2 separate regions of the Xenopus tropicalis genome follow, and region 1 is linked to region 2. A link is a contact called in public Hi-C data. All regions are on one chromosome and are shown on one strand. Each heading gives the region's core, a stretch centred on a gene start, on an enhancer-like site or on the middle of the called end of the contact. The rest is flanking DNA. Distances are from core to core; before and after follow the strand shown.

What was found. Hi-C and Micro-C count contacts between places; a contact is called where the count stands out from the background.
Region 1: a contact with region 2 is called in a Hi-C map of neurula embryo, with 4 times the contacts expected there. The contact joins the promoter of LOC100485637 here to the enhancer-like site in region 2. A contact is called at or near these places in 3 of 5 Hi-C or Micro-C datasets (gastrula embryo, neurula embryo and tailbud embryo).

What each region holds. Positions count from the first base shown.
Region 1 is chr1:139,934,483-139,939,525 of UCB_Xtro_10.0, reverse strand. It overlaps LOC100485637 (myosin-7), which reads left to right and starts at 1,996. Exons shown (of 39, transcript XM_031891173.1): 1 at 1,996-2,073. It overlaps zfhx2 (zinc finger homeobox protein 2), which reads right to left. Exons shown (of 12, transcript XM_031891153.1): 12 at 2,555-5,043. It overlaps ap1g2 (adaptor related protein complex 1 subunit gamma 2), which reads left to right. Exons shown (of 21, transcript NM_001102735.1): 21 at 1-586. It also overlaps a transcript of thtpa not described here.
Region 2 is chr1:139,764,412-139,769,261 of UCB_Xtro_10.0, reverse strand. No RefSeq gene overlaps it. Among named protein-coding and RNA genes, the nearest start is that of mir208, 11 kb to the left of the region's middle. Within about 2 kb of position 3,496, at least 2 of the 11 cell types and tissues checked have an H3K27ac peak or open chromatin away from gene starts, as enhancers often do. A contact at or near this core is called in neurula embryo, where this site is marked.

The DNA.
Region 1 (5,043 bases), core at 747-3,246, 170 kb before region 2:
GGGACACCTGCTGCTCAGTTTCCGACTGAAATTGAGTCAAGAAACAAGTCAGAAGAAAGAAATAGGGCTGTTGCAATGTTTCCCTGTTTAGGAAAGACGCAACAAACTTTATCTGAGGTTTCGTATGTTTTTCCCAACAGAGGAACATCAGAGCAGGCCTCTTTCTTTCCTCGACTGGATCACGGTTAGAGAATGACCAGCAGGTGGCATGTTGTAACAAAATGAATTCATACTAACAGTATATATGTTTCTATCTTGGAATATGAATGCTAATTGCAATTATTTTAAAGGTTTGCTTATCCTTTAAATAGAAATAAGAAACAGTGTGCCGTACCAACTTTATAACAAAAACAAATACTAAAATATGCAAAACAATGCTAGACTATTACTTGTAATTTCAGTATTACACTACCAAGCAAGTTACATTTGCTACAGACTTAACACAAACTTTCATTGTTATAAAAAGTTTACAGTTGGGGTGAGCTTTTTATCCACCAGGGGGGCAGCTAGTGTGAAAGTTCATTTGTTCGGAGGTTGAAAGGTTTTTTGTTTTTTTTAAATAAAGATTTTTTTTTTTTAACAACAATCTGTTGCTCCACTTTTCATAAGTATAAGCAATTGTTAATACTGCAAAATTTGCAAATGTAATTAGCAGCATTAGCTTTTTTAATCTTAAATGTATTTTTCCCACAGCACCAAACTAATCACACCACCTTTATTTCAGATTTTTAAATATGTATTATTAGAATGCTAAAGTAAAGGTGAAGATAGATGTTTTAATGGCAAAGGAGTAATAAAAAATGTACATGTAGTCTTATGTTATTATAGTACCTACAGTACCTCTGTTTCACCTGCTGGTGGTGCTGTCTTACTAACTCCTTTTGCCTTACTTCCCATTTTGCCATGCCTTTTGCACTAAGGCACTCAATAAAGAGCGACCAGTAGTCTAATGAACACTAAGAGCTACTAAGAGAGATCTGCCCAGCCACCGTTAACCCTTTTGGCTGCCATATAAATAAAGCTGGCAATTCCCTTAGGCTGTTTGTGTTAATTAGGATTTGTGAGCATAATGAATTCTCCAGCTAATTAATGCTGTGTGGTGATGTTGAGGGGGGGGGTGACTGAATTTGTGTGAAAGCGGGGGATGCAGGCCGTTGTGATGGAAGGGGGCTCATGTGAGTGGCACAGAGCCAGCCTGTACCTGCCTCCTTCAAGATGACAGACTGCAAGAGACAACAGGGAGAAATAGAGAGACAGCGCAGTAAAAGCAGGGAGAGTGCGCAGAGTGTAGCAGATGCATCCGCCATTGAAAAATCAGCATCTCTTCTACCCTCCCACCAATATTCAGCCATATATATTTCACCCCCACCCGCATGAGCTCCCTGAGGTGTGAGCTGGCAGCTGTGGGCACTGACCATCTGTGTGCGTGTTCATGTATTCGCGTTTGTGTATGCCCTGCGTGCGCGTAACCAGGCAAAGAGCCTGGCAGAGAGAAAGAGAGAGAGAGAGTGGGGCAGAGAGAGACACAGACGGGGAACAAGACAGCATGAGAGATATGCATTGGCAGTGAGATGGGCATAAAGAGGCATATAGCGGGAGTTGGCAGAGCTACAACGCTGGCGTACAAGCTGGCACAGATGCGGCCCCTTCAGACCTGGCACCTGGTACTTATATTGTGTGGAACAGAAAACGCATGAAACTGAGTGCGGGAGAAAAGGCGAGAAAGGAAATGTGACAACATGAGACATGTCACAAGAAAGGAAGAGAGACTGGCACATGAATGCTGTCCATCTTAATCATTCTATTCTATAATGCGACATAGTCACTAAGTGATTGTCATTCGTGCGCTGCAAATTGCCCTTTGTGTGCATTTGTCCTGTACGTGATATGTGTCCATATATGTGGCCTTGTCATAACGTCAACGTGTCCAGCATGCCACACTGAGTCATGGCCTAATACCAAAGATGAGTAAAGAAGAGAACCATGCAAGGTAAAGCGAGACATCCATATGATCATCACATAAGGCTGTCAGCGAGACTCCAAGGGAAGGATACGAGAGACCTCCAGAGAATGGTGAGAAAGACTAATGCACAAAGAACATACCAGTAAAAGTACTATAGTATTACTGAAACCCTTTGCAAGGTAGACTGGGCACAATGTATCTTCCATCATATACCTGGCGCTTGAATGGGCAGCACTATAGCCATAGTTTCCAACATCTAAAGAAATTGTGCCTAGGGGCACTTTACTGCAGTCTTTGTGCAGCTTGTGAAAAAACCTTAAAATGTGCATGGGGATCATACCCACTTATACATGACCTGCTTAATAGACGCTAATTTAATAATTGTACTTTAAGTTCACAGTCGCATAAACCACTGCTTTGGGCAAAATAGAAATAATTCTGGAAGCTGGTATTAAACACATGCTTCATTACAAAGCATGATTATTCCCTAGTGGAAATATTCAAATGGTTATATTGTAATAATCGGTATGCTATAGCTTACTTTGTACTGGTTAACAGCAGGGATATAAATTACAGAAGACACAAACAGGATAACATTTTATGTTAGTTTTTATATTTTTTTTACCATTTATACATCACTCAGAAACTCTTTGCATGCGACAATCCATGGCGGGTGAGCAGCTGGTCACTAGACAGGGTGAGGATACAGGTAGAACATGGGACACACATAACTCATACACTATGAGCTGGAACGATGTGCTCTGGTTGGGCAAGCTGTGCTTGACTGTGCTGTCGTAGTGTTCGCAGAATTCTTATTTCTTTTTGTTGAGGCATCTGCCATTTTACCTGAATGTTCAACCAGAGCTGCAGGCCCAACCTGCATGTGGCACACATAAATGTGAGCGGAAGTGGATATGATAAAAAAAAGAATACTTAATTGGTTTTGTTGATAGCAGGGAAATAGACCTGAGTGCAGACGATGCCTATGTAGCGCAAGAACAGAGTAACCTCAAATACTGGCCACAATAAACATTGAGATGCACACTGTCATACACTAAAGCTGGCTAAGGGCATGAATGGCATGATTAGCTGGCCAATAATAGAATATTTATGCAAGATATTTAGCAGTTTAATTTTCATTTGGTTGGGTAAATACCCTAAACACTCTAGTATTGCATCTTTGCATTTAACATTCATGTAAAATCTTTAAAAAAATCCACAACTGGGAATTTGTACAAATTTGTTAATGCTCACCTAGCATGTAACCTCTTGACCTAGCACATATATATATTTATATTATCTTATCTTGAAATTCAAATGGCCATACTATAAATACAGTGTGTGTGTAACTCATGGTCATTCTGTTTTATGTGAGGGAAGTAAAATGCCAGTTACTTTGACCTTACTATGACAGTTTTGGCATGATTCCCCCAGTAGATATGTACTGGAAAAATCACTCTGCTAAAAATTAAGGCTAAAGAATAGTGCTTGTAATAACAGAGAAAGCAGATGTCTAGGGAGAAGAAAGGAAAGGATAGTAGGAAACTAGAGAGAATGGATGTAGGCAAAGAATGGGAGCTGATAAGCAAAGGGCTGAGTAGAGAGAAGAGAAATTGTGAACAACAGGGATAACGCATTGGGAGGGAAAGGTCAAAAATGATAAATAACTATAAAAGAAAAATAAAATGTTAGGAAAAATTAAAACTTGAGCACACAGCACAATGTATAAAGTCTGGAATACAACGGAAGAAAATACAAAAATCACAGATCATAAAACAGCTGAATATCTGGTCAAAAATAAAAGTGAGATGGTTAATGTATGAGAGAAAGGTAAACACAAAGTATCACAGAAAGAACAGAGGGTGGAGGAGCCTATGGATAGGGAAAAGGGATCATGGGACAAAAGAGCTGACAATAGGCATGGGCAGCAAAATGCTAGGGAACTGAAAAGACAAGATTTTTTTTTTTTTTTAAAGAAAAGCCAAATTAAAAAACTAAAAAAGGGTGGCACACTGAGAGTAGTGCAATAAGCTTGATATGACACATACGGTATAAAATAATTATAATGATGATATTAAAAGCAAAAAGAGTAAACCTGATAGAATGGGGCATAGTATTTAAAAGTGTAGTTGACAGCTAGTGCATTCTGGTAACATTTGCTGCTGGTCAGATAACTGTTTAATGCTGGGGTATGCTTACAATACAGGTACCAGAGTCAGCAGGTGATTGTTGTAGCCTTTGGTCAACAGAGAATGCCCCGCATGTGAATTGTGGGTTTAAATACCCAAGTGAATGTGCCTTAACATGCACAAATGTCTAGAACATTATGAAAGTGTTTAAAACAAAGACAAAACAAGGGGAAATACCTTAGTTCAATGTTAAAGAGAACACCAACTAAGGAGACTAAGATGTACAAATCAGTGAGAAAGAACAGCATGTGTAGGATGGACTAGTAAGCAATGCTGAGTTAAGGCAAAAAGATTCAAAATTAAAAAGGGTAATTATTGGATTGTGACTGAACCTTTCTTGAATGTTCAGTGTCAGTTAAATACCTAGGCCCTATTTAGGGTGGGGCAGTGTAGTTGCTTCTGACCTCATACTTGAATATCCTTGGTCAAAAATGTCCTTTAGTAATGGATCAATTGGCATATCATTACATGTAGCAATTACTTTTTTTAAAATTTATGTAAGTGTGCATCTAGTGGTCCTCCTGCTCTTTTTCAACTCCAAGAATTCTAAATATGACATAGTTTTTGCTTCAAACATTGCTTTTCCTTTGTAGCATTTCAATGCTCTATTTTGGCTTCAGTGGTCTCTTCCCAGGGTTCCAGTTCCCTCTCACAGTCCATTAATATACTGGTAGGTATCAGCATCCAATCAAACGAAGCCTAGTCTTTGAGCCTGTGTTAGGGGACTTGGAGTGAAACCTCCACCAGGGCTTAGACTTATGTAAATGATTTATCACTGTGGGACATATTTATCAAAAAGTGAAAAATACAACTTGATACAGTCTATTTTATATAAAACAGAATGAACTCATTGTTACACCCTCTATTATGCCCCTAAAAATCCTACAAAAG
Region 2 (4,850 bases), core at 2,247-4,746:
TGTTAATATATTTCTCCACTGCTAGTTCTGACTCCTAAAACAATCTTACAGAATCCATCTAACTTACAGACCTGTAGGAGAACTGACTTTCTGCTACCTTGTTTCTAGAGTCAGAACCAGAGAACAAAAAGGATAATACTACTTTTAACAGCAATTACATTTACTTATAATTTTAAAACCACTGAACATGTTTAGAATGTTTATATACTGGAAAGTTACTTAGAATCACATTTTCTTTCAATATGCAAACATCAATTTTGGGTAGAGATCTTCTTTAAGAAGGAACTGTCATTTTTAATGGTAAAATGGATGTTTTATAAGCAATGTTTGTCAAATATATTCATATTATTGGTAAATTTATAATATAAGTGTTTAAATAGACCTGCCTCGAGGTGTAAGTCTTAAATTGGCCCTACACATGCCCATTTTGACTGTCAACATAGCTGCTTATTGGCCAAAATAAGGGCTTTACCAAATGTGTGTATGTATATTGTTATTTATATAGCACTATTTATGTACACAGTCCTGCACAGCAGAACAATAAATTAATAGAACAAACAGGGTTCACAATATTAAATACAAATAAATACAAAATACAGTTACATTAAAGGAGATCCCTGCCCCATAAAACTTACAATCTAAGCGGGTCAGATATATTCTGTGAATGGGCAGCATTATGCTATTAAGTGGAAAATGCATGCCCATTGCAGACAACCAATATCCATATTTCTATCTATTTGGCAAGGTAGAGAATCTCATTGGGTGAAGACTAGATCCAGACCCCACCTGTATTTTTCAGGATTCAATTATTCACAGGTCTTGCCAGTGGGATGGCATGTCAAGGAGATTACTCGCCCGCTGTGTTTTTCGCTCCACGTGTGCCTCTGCCCTAAGGGTGAAGACACACAGCTACTACTAGCAGCTACTTGTCACAGCTACAAAAATAGACAATACTGTTCATTTACTGATAATTGTCTCGAAGTGTGTTTTAGCAGAGGCAATTTTCAATATTGTCTATGGCAGGGGATTTTCTGAAGTTTAGTACCCGTGACAAGTAGCTGCTACTAAGTAGCTCCGTGTGTCTTCACCCTAAGGGACAATGTTGATCATTTACTGATAATTTTTTCATGACTAATCAGATTACAGGGTAAAGCAGCTTTATTCACTGCACTCAATTTTTAGTCTCATCAATCAATTCATAAAAGTAGTGGAGGACAAAATCAATTGCTTTCAATCACAAAAACTAGTTAATTTATTAATTACCATTAACATTTAATTAATTGATAAATCCATTAGATATAATTTACACATAAATTCATAAAAACTACTGTGGCGTTCATAACGTTCATCAAGGCAATTTTGATCTGCCCAGATGGTATATGAATCTTTATTGCGCTTATGATCATAAAATCATTTGTACAGCGTAACCCAATGGAAAAGAGGATTCCATGATTGCAACCATGATTATATTGGTGCTTTTGACTTCAAGGCAGGCAAATATTGTCTATGGCAGGGTATTTTCTGGCCTTTAGTAACCATGTCAAGTAGCTGCTACTCAGTAGCTCCACATGTCTTCTACTAAGATATCTATTTAGTCTAATGGCACAAAAATTAACAATAAAGTCCCATATATTGATTCTTATGAGAATTGCCCAAACCCTTGTGTCCACTTACAGGTCAATCACTTATTGCTCAAAAATCTTGGCTAATACATTTTCTAGTGATATATTTGCCTGACCCCTAGGGGCAGATTTACTAATCCACGAATGGACCAAAAGCGCCCGAACGCTTTTTTCGTAATGATCGGTATTTTTGCGACTTTTTCTTATGTCCCGCAATTTTTTCGTCGCCGTTACGACTTTATCGTATATTTTCCGCGACTTTTTCATCGCCGTTGCGAAAAAATCGGATTGGTTTTTCCGCCGTTTACAATTGCTCGATACGAAAAAATCGCGACGGAGACAAAAAAGTCACGCAAAATACAATAAAGTCGTGACGGCGAAGGAAAAAGTGCGCAAAATATGGAAAAAACGCAACGGCGACGAAAAAGTCGCAAAATTTTAGTTTCCAATACGATTTTTTCCCATTCGGGATTCGAATTCGTGGATTAGTAAATGTGCCCCCTAGTGTGCTGCCAGTGCAGCCGATTCCTATAGGAATCAACCGAGGGGAGAGTAAGTCTAAAAAAATTGTATCACTTGTCCACAAATCTGAAAAAAGTTCAGGTGAATGAAAGCGTGATACTAATCGCGTGCAGTTTTTGCTTTCCAGATTAGTCTCCGCAACTTTTTAGTTGCAGCGACTAATTGCTGCGTATGTCTTCACCCTATGTGTAGAAGTAGCCTTCTACTCACATGACAAAGTACACTGCTGTAGCTACTGAAGGCAGGGGGTAAAATTGCTGCCTGAAGGCACTGAGATAGGAGACCTGTGACACTGTAGTGACAAGCTGGCTGTGTTTGGGGAAAAGAGTGGGGGATGGTCAGGTACAAACGAGAGCCCCCTGTGCAAAATTTGCAGTTCTCTTGTTACACCACTGCAAAAGTTCTCAGCAGTTTCTGCATATCTACTTAATTTTATACAAGCAGTTTCTCTTTTTAGGAGAAGAAAAAGCTAAATTGTAATGGCAGTGGACAGTGCTCCTGTTGAGAAAACTGCACCGGCCCTGTGTATATGTGAGCAAATGTTCCTCTTCCTCCTGTCTTCTTTCTTCAGAATCCCAGGGCAGAGGGCAGACTTATGCGCAGTTGAGCAAAAAAAGCTGGCCTTTTTATTAAAGTTAGCTTTTCACTCTATTGAGCATGTGTGGAGATTGAAGAAGGAAACTCTTGCCTGCATCCACCCCTCCGGCCGGTGCAGTTTTCTCCTAAGAGGAGCACAGGCAAGAGGTTTCAGGTAAGCGATTAAAGTCACTGGGGGGTGCCTAACATTTTGGCATCCCCCAATGATGTACCTTTTCCTTCTCCTTTAGGGTTAAGTCGATGCAGGAGGAAACGTTGCGTGACTTACCAAATCAACGTCAATGGCTTTCCACCGCCGACTCCTATTGTTGCCAGTGGAAAGCTTTTTTTGGTGCTTACCCTTAAGCCTATACATTTTGGCATCCCCCAATGATGTAGCTTTTCCTTCTCCTTTAGGGTTAAGTCGATGCAGGAGGAAACGTTGCGTGACTTACCAAATCGACGTCAATGGCTTTCCACCGCAGACTCCTATTGTTGCCAGTGGAAAGCGTTTTTGGGTGCTTACCCTTAAGCCTATACAGTATGCATAATCACATCCTGACATCAAAGGAATGCCTATTATTTTTTAAAATATTATTTATGGCCACTGATGTAGTAAATCTGTTCCGCCTGAGCTGATGGATATTTGCAGGACTGCTCCCTATCACACTTCCTGCTCTTTATTCCTAGAATGTCCCAGAGACCATGTAGAGCAGCTGGGGACTAGGCAGGACAGCTGGATAATGCTGGGGGATGTGCAGACACTGTCACTAGTGCTCTCACTTACCACTAAAATGGTGTAACATGATCTCAGTGCCAGATGCTATGGCTGAAGTGGAAGAGTGTAAGATGTTGGAGATGCATATATATATATATATATATATATATATATATACTTATATATAGCCATGACCAAACATGAAGTGCAAAGTCTAGATTTACCAGAATAGCAGAAAAATTCACACGTCACCTATCTGGAGCATTTATTTCTATCTGATAAAATGTAAAAATTCAGAAAAATAATTTTTTTCAGGATTCTTTAGCCAATCACAGCTTGCAGTCAGGCCAGCACTCTGCATATATAAGAATCAGAGCTAACCCTAGTTTTGCCCTTGCTAACCCTTTCTTATTGTTCTAGACATGTACAGAAGACCTTAGAATGTTAAACAGAACAAACCACTAAACAGTTGCTGGAGTGAAGAGAGCTGGGCAGTAGAACAACACATTCAGACTTTCAAATGTTTACATTAATTGTTTGCCCATGAAAGACTGAGCTGTGCACTTCTTCTTTCCTCTTTTTTATTTGACTTTTATGGTTAATGTGTAAAGTATGGCCTGGAGACTGTGGATACAAGCTGTTTCTACTAAAGAGAGGTAACTGCTATGATACATTACAGCCCTAACCCACACCTTGCATGCAATGGCTGAAATCAAACCAATGCTAGCCTTTGTGCCACTGTGTTGCCAAAACCCCACATTTATATGTATAATGATGTGTAAAGAGTTTACTAAAGAGTGTTAAAATAATGGTCCATAAATCAACACCATAATGATTATAGCACCCAAGTTTATTAAAGTGCTAAGTGCCTAATTTGTCTCAAGAGAGCTATTGCCAGCATTTATTTTGACAAGCTGCTGGTTTCGCATCACTTCTGTATTCCAAAGTCAAGCAAAGTTTTCTCCTGCAGGCAAATTAAAGTGACTTTGAAAACCAAATCGAAGTGAAGGCCTTTACAGTTGACTCCTATTGTTACAGAGGAAAGGCATTTTAGAGCTGATAGTCGCCTGCGATAGCAGATATCTATCACGGACAACTGAACCGTTTTGTGTGTCTTTAGCTTTAAGGTGCCCATACAGGCACCAATGTTATCTTATGAAACAAGATCATAAGATATTCAGTGTGTGTATGGTGGATTGACGAGGCGACTGATATCGGCAAAACCTTTGGATATTGGGCAGGATGAAAAATTTTGATCGGGCGCCTTTGAAGGTGCCCAAAGATTGGCTGTACGTTAATGCTGAATCATCAGATAGGGGCAGAATTCCTATTGTTTCCACCTGCTTATCTGATGATTGAGCTCTTAACATTAAAGGAGAAGGAAAGGTTAAGTCACTTGGGGGTGCCAAAAT